4 separate regions of the Mus musculus genome follow, and all the other regions are linked to region 1. The links are chromatin contacts, called in public promoter capture Hi-C maps. All regions are on one chromosome and are shown on one strand. Each heading gives the region's core, a stretch centred on a gene start, on an enhancer-like site or on the middle of the called end of the contact. The rest is flanking DNA. Distances are from core to core; before and after follow the strand shown.

Evidence for each region. Promoter capture Hi-C pulls out the DNA fragments that hold promoters and counts their contacts.
Region 2: a promoter capture Hi-C map of hippocampal neurons shows a contact between it and region 1, with 6 times the contacts expected there. The contact joins the enhancer-like site here to the promoter of Hs6st3 in region 1. A contact is called at or near these places in 3 of 39 promoter capture datasets (the 3T3-L1 cell line, cranial neural crest and hippocampal neurons), 2 of 484 Hi-C or Micro-C datasets (both in cerebral cortex), 9 of 115 datasets of contacts at active chromatin or transcription factors (embryonic basal ganglia, embryonic forebrain, embryonic hindbrain and 6 more) and 2 of 9 other capture datasets (embryonic stem cells and pancreatic islet).
Region 3: a promoter capture Hi-C map of hippocampal neurons shows a contact between it and region 1, with 7 times the contacts expected there. The contact joins the enhancer-like site here to the promoter of Hs6st3 in region 1. A contact is called at or near these places in 8 of 39 promoter capture datasets (the 3T3-L1 cell line, embryonic stem cells, hippocampal neurons and 3 more), 2 of 484 Hi-C or Micro-C datasets (cerebral cortex and cortical neurons), 6 of 115 datasets of contacts at active chromatin or transcription factors (craniofacial prominence, embryonic forebrain, embryonic stem cells and 2 more) and 1 of 9 other capture datasets (pancreatic islet).
Region 4: a promoter capture Hi-C map of hippocampal neurons shows a contact between it and region 1, with 6 times the contacts expected there. The contact joins the enhancer-like site here to the promoter of Hs6st3 in region 1. A contact is called at or near these places in 9 of 39 promoter capture datasets (the 3T3-L1 cell line, embryonic stem cells, hippocampal neurons and 3 more), 8 of 484 Hi-C or Micro-C datasets (cerebellar granule neurons, cerebellum, cerebral cortex and 3 more), 8 of 115 datasets of contacts at active chromatin or transcription factors (astrocytes, craniofacial prominence, embryonic basal ganglia and 5 more) and 1 of 9 other capture datasets (pancreatic islet).

Annotation. Positions count from the first base shown.
Region 1 is chr14:119,137,007-119,139,527 of GRCm38.p6, reverse strand. It overlaps Hs6st3 (heparan sulfate 6-O-sulfotransferase 3), which reads right to left and starts at 1,263. Exons shown (of 2, transcript NM_015820.3): 1 at 410-1,263. The coding sequence starts at 1,113.
Region 2 is chr14:119,552,852-119,555,372 of GRCm38.p6, reverse strand. The region is part of intron 1 of Hs6st3 (heparan sulfate 6-O-sulfotransferase 3); the gene reads right to left. Among named protein-coding and RNA genes, the nearest start is that of 1700006F04Rik, 200 kb to the left of the region's middle. Within about 2 kb of position 1,257, at least 5 of the 459 cell types and tissues checked have an H3K27ac peak or open chromatin away from gene starts, as enhancers often do. A contact at or near this core is called in hippocampal neurons and pancreatic islet, where this site is marked.
Region 3 is chr14:119,487,827-119,490,347 of GRCm38.p6, reverse strand. All of the region lies in intron 1 of Hs6st3 (heparan sulfate 6-O-sulfotransferase 3), which reads right to left. Among named protein-coding and RNA genes, the nearest start is that of 1700006F04Rik, 260 kb to the left of the region's middle. Within about 2 kb of position 1,262, at least 9 of the 459 cell types and tissues checked have an H3K27ac peak or open chromatin away from gene starts, as enhancers often do. A contact at or near this core is called in hippocampal neurons, where this site is marked.
Region 4 is chr14:119,465,865-119,468,385 of GRCm38.p6, reverse strand. The region is part of intron 1 of Hs6st3 (heparan sulfate 6-O-sulfotransferase 3); the gene reads right to left. Among named protein-coding and RNA genes, the nearest start is that of 1700006F04Rik, 280 kb to the left of the region's middle. Within about 2 kb of position 1,260, at least 21 of the 459 cell types and tissues checked have an H3K27ac peak or open chromatin away from gene starts, as enhancers often do. A contact at or near this core is called in cerebral cortex, cortical neurons and hippocampal neurons, where this site is marked.

The DNA of each region.
Region 1 (2,521 bases), core at 14-2,513:
GCACTCCCGGATCCCCTATTCTTTGGATTTCCACCACATAATTTAAGTTCAAGACTCGACCTCTCTCCCTCGACACCCTGGTTATTCCATAGCTGTTCTTTAGTGTCTGCTCCAAATACCTCATCACACAATGCTAGGCACTGTGCAGAATGCACATCAGGATGGCCGTGGACATGGCTGAAGGTGACAGGGGGTGGCAAGAAACAGTGAAGCATGGGAAAGAAACCAACTCAAGACACCCCCCCCCCCCGGTGGGTATCCAGCGGTTTCTCACCCTTCACCCAAATTCGCTGCCCACCCTTTGGAAAGCCACTGCCAAACAGCTAAGGGAGCGCGACGCGGGACTGGCGGGGTCAGGACTTGGGGGAAGGGAGTGGGGTTCAGGAAACCAACAGACGCGGGACAGTACCTGGTGTGGCTGTGGTTGCGGGGACAATCCTTCTTCTCCATGATGGCCGGCACGCAGTTGGTGAGCTCGGTCCAGTCGGCATGCAGCCCGCAGCTCCAGCCGGTGGAGAAGCGGGAGAAGAGCCAGGTCTCCTTCTTGCCCGGCCGGTGGCAGGTGCACTTTTTCTGGCCAGCTTTGCAGCTGCATGGCTGCTCCAGACGAATGTTCTTCACCAGGTGCCGGCCGAACGTGGTGCCCCCGGTCTTCTGGATGTGCAGGAACACGATCACATCCCGCCCTTTGATGTTGAAGTCCACGAAGCGGGTCAGGTCCTTGAGGGTGAAGTTGAATCGAGGCACGAACCGGGGCAGGGAGCCGTTTTCGGGCGCCTCGGGGTCCGGCTCCTCCTCTTCTTCCTCCTCCTCCTCCTCCGGGTCCCCGGGATCCTCATCCTCATCCTCGGGAGCCGCGACCCCACGAGACCCCTCGGGCGGTCCCCGGGGTGGCGGTGGCAGCTGGGGCCGCCGCTCCCACTCATCAAGGGGTGCTTGTGCCCGTCGGGCAGGACTCGGGACAGCGGGCGGGCGGGCCTCCCCGGAGCGGAGCTGCTCCCCGAAGTTGGTGCATGAGCTGGTGCAGGAAGGGGACACGTACTGGTACATGATGACCACGAAGAGGAGAGTGAGCACCGGCGTCAGCAGCCACTTGTTGAACCTTTCATCCATGGTCCCGTTCTCAGGCCGGCAGGTGAGGTGGCTGCGGCGCCAGCGGCGCGATCGGGCGCCTGCTCGGAAGTTTCGGGGACTCCGGGGCGCGGCTCGGAGCCCGCCGCTCCTCCATGCCCCTGCCGCCGAAGAGAACGGCTGTCTGGCTGCCCCGCCGCACTCCGGGGTTGGCAGAGCCGGGGCCTACGAGCGGAGCCGAGAAGACGGGCGCCGGCGCCGGCGGCTGTGGCGTGGGGCTCCTCTCGATCCCTGGGGCGCCGGGCTCCAGCCGGCTCCTCTTGTACCTGGACGCGGCGCTCTCAGGCGACACGGAGCATCCCGCCGCCGGTCGGTAGACGCTCAGGCGCTGCGGTGCGGGGTTCGTGTCCCGGACCTTCCCGGGGCAGCTGCGGTGGCGAGCACAGGAGCTGCATGAGGCTCACCAGGGCGCGGGCCAAGGGCGAAGGCTCGGCCCGGTCCCGCAGCCCCAGCCCTCCGCGTGCACCGCGCCCGGCACCTTTGCCCACGGGTCCCTGGGCGCCGAGAGCCCGCCGCAAGTTTGCAAAGCCGCCCCTCGGCGGCGGCGAGCAAGACGCCTCTGCGGAGCCGCCTCCCGGGCAAATCGCACTACTGCTCCGGGTCCGCCCGCCCAGGCGCAGGCAACGCGCACACACTCGCTCACGCGGGCTGGCACCGCCACAACCCGCCAGCCGGTGTGACAGGAGCCCTGCTACCCGCAGCAAAAAAACCTGCCCTAGGTACGGAGCATGCGCCAAAGCCTTCCTCAGCCCCGGAGGAGTTTCCAGGGGAGGAGTCCACGGCTCCGCGGGGCTCGCGGGAGGCTGCTGGGGGTGGGAATCCCTTCAGCCTGGAGCCTAGGGAGATCTGGCAGAAAGGCTACCGCGGAGCGAGAACAGGCCCCATGGAGGGCGTTGCTAGCGATGATCTGATTCCTCTAAATTGCAACATTGGCAGCTTTCTCAGTGTGAGAGTGGACAGAAACCTGGTTGGTCTTGTTTGCAGGAATAAAACACCCCTATGGCAGAAAGTCTCACGCAGACTAAACAGGCGGTTGCTTGTCCTTCCTCAGCAGGGTACATAGGTTCCAGACTTCATTTACTGCCTCCCAACACGCTCAAACTGATGCTCCAGTTTGTTCCAAGCTTCCTCAACTATGAACTTAGTAGGTCCAACACTACAACTTTATTCAACCAGCAACCATTAAAAAGCCTGCTTTATAAAGAGATTTGTGTTTGATGCGAACTCCCTTTCCATGGCTCCAAGACGCAGCCCTGCAGGATATAAGTCCTAAAATCCATTCCATTAACACAAAGTGGGCTCTTCGATGTTCAAGACTCGCCCTTTTCCCACCCCAGTAAGAAGCAACATCAGCTGCCCTCACCTGTGTTCCACAGTGAAGACCTCCTTC
Region 2 (2,521 bases), core at 8-2,507, 420 kb before region 1:
GTTAACCAAAATTAAGAATTCAATTTGGTGAAGAACAGTAAGCCACTTGAATCCTGCCATCAACTCACTGAGGTAGTGTTCCTGAGAATTACTTGAAAATTTGTACCTATTACCCCAACTTGACTTAAGAGGAGGAAGTTCGATATAGCTCTAAACAAGCAATCATAATTTATGATCTATGTATTTGGTCACGTGTCTAAACAGAGAAAAGGTAGGACAGCAGCAAAGGTATAAGGAGCAACATGAATGAAGGTTCGATTCTTCTTTCTTTTTTTTTTTTTTTAATTTTTGCTTCAGGCACCACTAAAATTATGTTAGATGAAAAGTTTCACAATGCATGTGCGCCAAAGGTCCAGGTCATCCACTGAGTAAAATCCAAAGCAATCAAACTCAGGTACCGCAATAAATTATGTTCCTTTTGTTTGTTTTTTTTTTTTCCTACTAAGTATGTACTAGATAAATAAGGAAAGAAGATACTCATTGTCTTAGTCAGGGTTTCTATTCCTGCACAAACATCATGACCTAGAAGCAAGTTGGGGAGGAAAGGGTTTATTCAACTTACACTTCCACATTGCTGTTCATCACCAAAGGAAGTCAGGACTGGAACTCAAGCAGGTCAGGGAGCAGGAGCTGATGCAGAGGCCATGGAGGGATGTTCCTTACTAGCTTGCCTCCCCTGGCTTGCTCAGCTTGCTCTCTTATAGAACCAAGACTGCCAGTCCAGTGATGGTTCCACCCACAAGGGGCCTTTCCCCCTTGATCACTAATTGAGAAAATGCCTTACAGTTGGATCTCATGGAGGCATTTCCTCAACTGAAGCTCCTTTCTCTGTGGTGACTCCAGCTGTGTCAAATTGACACAAAACTAGCCAGTACACTCATATATAGCACTTTTGTCTTGTTTTGTGGTCAGTATGCAAGCAAGATGGCAAGAACTTGAGCTCTCCACAGAGTTTGGTTCAAGTCCTAGTTTGTGGAGCACTCGCCAAGGGCTAAGATCTGCCCTAAATGCTTTGAATCATTAATATTCACAAATATTCTCTGAGGAAGGTTATTAGTGTGTCCACATTTATAGACAAAGACAGCATAGCACAGTTGCACAGCATGCCCAAGGACAGCACCTAATAAGCAGAAACAGCCAGATTTGGAACCCTGGGGATTTGGTTTCAGAATCTCACCCCCGAAGCACATCATCTACTCAGAAAGAAGCACCGATTAATGTGAAAAGTACAAGTGACAGGAGGCATGGAATACACTCTGCTCCACTTTCACTTCCTCGGAAACCAATTTTACATAATATGGGTGTTCAAAGAACAGACACCCTTCTGTTAAGCAAACAGACCATTAGCTTCCAAACAGCAGCATAGGCACAATTTACTAATGATCTCATCAGCCAAAGGCATCAGCAGTTTGACAGATGTAAGTTTTCCATCTCTCTCTCTCCCTCTCGCTCTACCTCCCCCTCTTTTTCCTCCTCCTCTCCCTCCTCCTCCTTCTCCTCCTCCTCCTCCTCTTCCTCCTCCTCCTCCTCCTCCTCCTCCTCCTCCTTCTTCTTCTTCTTCGCATTCTATATTCAGAATTTCTAAAAGTTCACTATACCAAATAAAGAAGTTGCCAAGACATATGATGATTTGTCACTCATTTCATTTACTGATGTCTATAACCTGGTAAATTGTTGAATAATAGGTCACAAGTCATGTTATATTTTAGGGTTTTGTTATTATTGGAACTTTGCTTTGATTTTCTTCATGTTGATCCAAGTATCATTACATCTATGAATAGAAATTGTTTCTCACACACGTGGCCAGAGTGGTCACTCTTCAGATCCAGTCCTTTTTACAACAATCCTAGTATATCAGGGCAACTTGTTAATGTATTATGATATATTCTTCCTAAGTAGAAGGAAAATGTTCAAGACTACTGAGTGTTAGAAAAAAAGAGATTCTACTGTAGTCACCATCTTCTTCATCTAGATTCCTTCAATAACCAGCTAACTTGCTCATATCTATAACTAACACTGACTCTCAGTCTAGTTTTTCTACAGCAGACGATTTGCTCTCATGCTACATTTGAATATATGCACAAGCGTACTGATCACATATTCACTACAAAACTTGCACAGGATCACTACAAATGACCGTGGTAAGATCTACTAGTCCTTAATCTTAAAATGGTGTGGATGTATATAAAATAGAAGTCATGCTTTGGGTTTTTAATTTTTATCTTTTTTTATGGTTAGCCACATGTAGTATGATCCTGAGCAACAGCCACCAGGCAGCTGGCTAACCTCTGAGCAAATGTTCACACTGCACAGCATACCATAGACCACAACCATATGTATGTTCTGCATGTTGTATATTCTCAACACACTTTCAACTTCACAAGAGCTGTATCAGTCATATCCTCACTGGAAGCCATGGAACACCTACAGATGAATGTTCAGACCAACTTTGTTCACTAATCAATGAATGGAAATGATAAAAATTTCTACTAAGAACATATTCACAATATGGTTGAATTAT
Region 3 (2,521 bases), core at 13-2,512, 350 kb before region 1:
GAAATATATATCACTCCTTGGGCACAGTGGGATCTATATTGAATGAACAAACACTCGGCAAGAAATATATATCTAGAGCAGTGAACTCTTCAGAGATGAATGCTACTGACATTTGCAAAGAGTAAGAAGTCATGACATCATAACTGAGTGTCCCCCAGTGAGCTCACTGTGAAGTGTTTCTCATCGTTGAGACAGGTTGGAGGCTTCTAATAACATTCATCTGTTCTTCTGACTGTCAAAGGAATTTACTGGGCGTTTACACAAGCAAGAAAGAAAAATTAGAAAAGAGACCAGTCTTCACTCTTCTTAACACAAAGACTATCCCCTGTAGGGCTTCCGGGCCAACAGAAGTTCCCCTAAAATAATTTAAGCACCTTTTCATCAAAAATATTGAACCATCAATAACAGGTCCTCTTTTTCCCTTACATATCATGAACTGACTGAAGCAAGAATGATACTGAATGAGACAAGGCAAAGGTTTAATCCATAATAATAAATCAGTCCTTGTATTCAAATCTCTCTTCCTTTATCAAAAGTGGTTTGGATGGTTTTTATAAACCTTGTTTGTGATCATATTTTTTTTCACACCCAACAGACAGTCATGAAGAATCACAGTTGTCCAATCATCTGAATGTCATTTTAAACATTAAGCATCCCCTGTGTTCAATGATGAAATAGCCCTTCTGGTTTGAAGACAGAGCGGAGTCAGAGGGAGAGAGACTAGAAAGAAGAAAGTATTACTTTTTACTTGTCTTCAGAAAATGTTAAATCATCCAAGCACAGATGAGTGAGAGAGAACAGTGAAGAGGTGGAATAATGAGCTGATAATAACACTCAGTAGTTCATAAGCAGCTGGTGAATATCATGGTGTGGTGTGGAGGATGGAGCACCCTGAGGAATGTCATAGTGTGGTGTGGGGGATGGAGAAGGAAATCACTGTGGGCTGGTGGTCAGGGGGAGCCACAAGAAGGAGAGGGATTACCAAGATCAAGCAGGAGAATGAGATTGACATGATGTGCAGAAGAAGGTGGGAGGCATCTTACCAAAGTAGGCAAAGCCTGTACAGATCAAAACTACAAGAAGCTGGATAAAGAAGCCAGAAGGGTGTAGACCACGGCGTGGCTTCATTTGTTTGAAGACTCTTGATGACATGTTTGGTAACCATCCTGTCTCTCTGGAACAATTCCCAGACGTGTATTGACAATGCATTTGTGAGGAGCTAGATGTGTTAGGAGAAAAGAGACAAAGCTTTTGTTCCACATTCCAGTCTCCTGCTTACAACTTCAGCAAAAAATAGGTTTAAGTGATGAATGTAGCTATACAGTTCTGTTAGCTCTCGCTTCCTAAAAATTAAAATTGATAATAGTAATAATGATAACACAAAAGGTTTAGGGAATGAAGACGCAGGGATTTATTTCTTCACAGTGCTCCAGAGTAGAAGTCCAAGGCTAAGGTTCCACACAATAGTTTTGATGCAGTCTCTCCTGTGGCTTATTATAGTCAGCTACCATCTAACTACATATCCTGGTCCCTTTCTCTCTGTGTGAATGTGTATACTTTGTGTCTTTATGTACACCCACTTTTGTGTTCTTGTGCAGACACAAGTTGCATGCAATTAGGACTCACACTGATGACCTTACTTTAACTCTGTCATTTCTTCAAGGAAATGACATCTGAATAAGTTACACTCTAAACTAATGGGTGTTCGTTCTTCAGCAAGTGCAGTGGAGAACTAATGTAACTCACATGAGTAACATGTGAATGTATACAAATCCACATATATTGAGCCATTTAAACGACACTCACAACATGGCAACACTGTGACAGACATGCAAGCAACAGATATGTTAATAAACATTATCCTTAAAATAAGGATTTATACAGTAAGTACATATGAAAATTTAAACTCCAACATTCTGCAATACAGGGGAGTTGTAAATTTGCATCAGGAAATGAACATTGATCTTTCTAGCCTCTCTATAGGACTGAAGAAATATAACTGTAATTAAACATGGTGGCGTTTTGTTAAAACATAGTAATAACATGAAGATAAGGCGGAAAGTTATGGTCAAACATCTAGGATTTGGATACTGACGGGGGGACTAGGAAGGACCAAGATTGTGGCTTCCACAGAGATCTGTTCCAAGGAAGAAAAGCCAGGAGTTCATAGTTGTGAGCAACCAGATAAATAAGGCCTGAGAAGGTCCTATTTGACGTGGTACTTCAGAGGATACCCACGGATTTCAGAAGAACAATGTGTATTACTCCAGGATCATTAAATACAGATCTAGTGAGCTGAAAGGTGAATGGGAAATCAAAGATCAAGAAATTCTATTTTAAAAAGTCTAAGAGCAGCATAAGGAAGACTTGGGGGAAGTAAAACAAAGAGTTTTATTTTCTTTTTGTTTTTAAAAGATAAAACTAGAGTTTTAGTCAGCAGAAAAAAACTAAGTTCTGTCAGATGAGTGAGACAGTGTTCTGGGGAGGTCTGTGATACCTGGTCATACTTGCTGGGTACTGT
Region 4 (2,521 bases), core at 11-2,510, 330 kb before region 1:
TCCTTGTAAGCAGGAGAAATGCCAAACACAGTCCCTGCCGATGCAGAGTGAGATTAGCTAGAGCTGACCATTGGACAGGCAGAAAGTCACTGTGTGGTGGCTGCTATAGTCCACTCGGAAGTGTAAACTGAAGCCCCAGCTGGGGCAGAAGTCCACAGGCTGCTTGTGACTCTGAGCTATGGCTGTCATAAGAACTAGGTTATCAGGCTTTCTGTCTTAGAGGCTGTAACTCTTGATCCAATGGTTCTTTCTTTGCTTTGTGTCACTGAAGAGCTAATACATGACCAAGCATTTGGTAGAATATTCCATTCCCAGGAGAAGAAAAGAAACACGAGGAAGAGACTGGATCTCACAATACCCTGGAGGTATCCTATAAGGATATAAGACCTCTGATTATGCCCTGATTTTTAGGAGGTTACTCTGCTCTACCATAGCTCCAAACTGGGGAGGGACTAAGTCTTTAAGAGACATTCTCCAAAAGACAGCATGATCTTCTATGCAAATCCATGTCTACACACCCCTCCCTCTCTTTGTTTTTCTCTCTCATCAAAATACCTTTGGTTCTGCCATAACTATACCTCACCACTCTGCCTTCTCTGTCTAGGTCCAATGAAATGCAAAATAGGCAGCTTTGCTTTCCTGTGTTCCACTTTTCAAACTGATCTTTCTTTTCTCCCACACTTTTATGCAGCTTTAGTACTAAGGTCTCTTCTTGCCATAGACACTTGAAGCATGGCTTCACATCAAAACAGAAAAGAAACTCATAATTAGTGATTTACATTTGTTGACTAATTATACTTCAACTGAAAAGCATTCATACTAAATTGTTACCACTGAATATTTTTATGATCTTTTCTTTTCCTCTATAATTACAGAATAAAAGGCTTTTCTGCTCAATAAAGGGATTTCAGGCATCTGCCTATTCAATTGACACTAGCAGAAATGTTGGACTTAGGATCTGCAGAAAGCCTCAAGACAGCCCATCAGTCACGGAGGCAGTTATTGAGGCGCTCTTTGCCCCCGTGCCAAGCTCCAGGCTTCTGGAGGTACAGACATGGGTCACATCTCTCCTGCCTTAAAAGGACAGCCAGTCAGCAAGAAAAGGTTTGATCTTTGCAAGGTGGGGGCCACAAGGTTTCTGAGGTATGGAATGACTCAGTGAAGCCCAGCACTGCAGCTGAGAAGCCAGAACCCAGCATGAAGCTGAGAGCATGGCCCTGCTGCTGCCTAGCTGATTTTCTTGTGTGCCTGCAGGCTCGACTTGCCTCCCCTCCTCCAGCCATTTCTTCCCCTGCTCGGTGTTTGCAGCATTTGAGTCATAGCTGAATCATCCAACTCCATGCAACTCTTATGACACTTGCCTGGAACAGGCAGAGAGGAGGTTTGCATGGTGGAACCCAGCAATGGAGCAGACTTATCCTTGCTCACAACCTCAAATTCCATTTCCAGGCTTTGTACTAGAGCTTCTTAAAGATGAAGCTCAGAACTCACTGGAAAAGACCAAAGGCACATAATCACAACTACAATTACAACTATACACACACAAAGAGGGGGGCTGGACTCAATCTTCATGATTTGTAGATTGCCTCTATGTAAAATAACTTACCCAATAAATTTATTTGCAACACCAAAGCACTTTTGTGGTCACTCATGACATATATTCAATGTGACAAAAAGAATAAGAAATAAAAATAAATGTAAATTAGTGGATGTATATCTTCCCAACAGAGATCAGCAGCTTTCCTCGTGGCTCCATATATTAGTTGACTCTGAAAGCAAGTGTCCTCTTTACAGTCTACTCAGTGCCATGTTTTCTGAAGTCCTGAGCTTTCTCTTAGCAATTTTACTATTGGAGGCGGTGTGAGGAGTCGTATTAAAATCGTTGTCTGATCTTCCCCAGCTCACCAAGGCAAAAAACGAGCCTTAGGGCAAAGATCTGCATTACATGGCTTCATTCACGCCTGTGTACAAGTGAAGCTGTGCTGCCACTTAATCATTGCACACATTTATGTAAGGCACCTCTGCAAAGAAACACACAGGAAGCAAGGTCTTGTATTCAGCAGCAAATGGATATGTCATGACCCAAAGAACTAAACCAATATTCTCCCTAGAAACATTGGTATGCGCTAATTCAGAGATTAGGGAAACTGCATAGAGCATAACAGCTATGAATAATGAAAATAGACCTTCTCTGTATAAAAACATATATATGCATATGTGTAAATATATATGCATGTACAATATATTTAAGTCACTGTGTATTGCTATATAATAAGTAATATTGCATTATAGACATTTTTAGTACATTGGATTCTTTACCAGTGCTTGCAATCCATATGTGGCTTTATTCAGTAGATAGCAGCAGCCAGTAAAGTAGTACAAGATAGAAGAGCAAGCCCATTTGAAAAATTATGTGGAAGTCCACAAACTCTAGGATCTCTACCAGTAGCACAACCCAGGGTTTTTATATTCACTTATGCTTTTCCCAGCTAGCAAGGAGGAATAATGTTGCATCAGAATT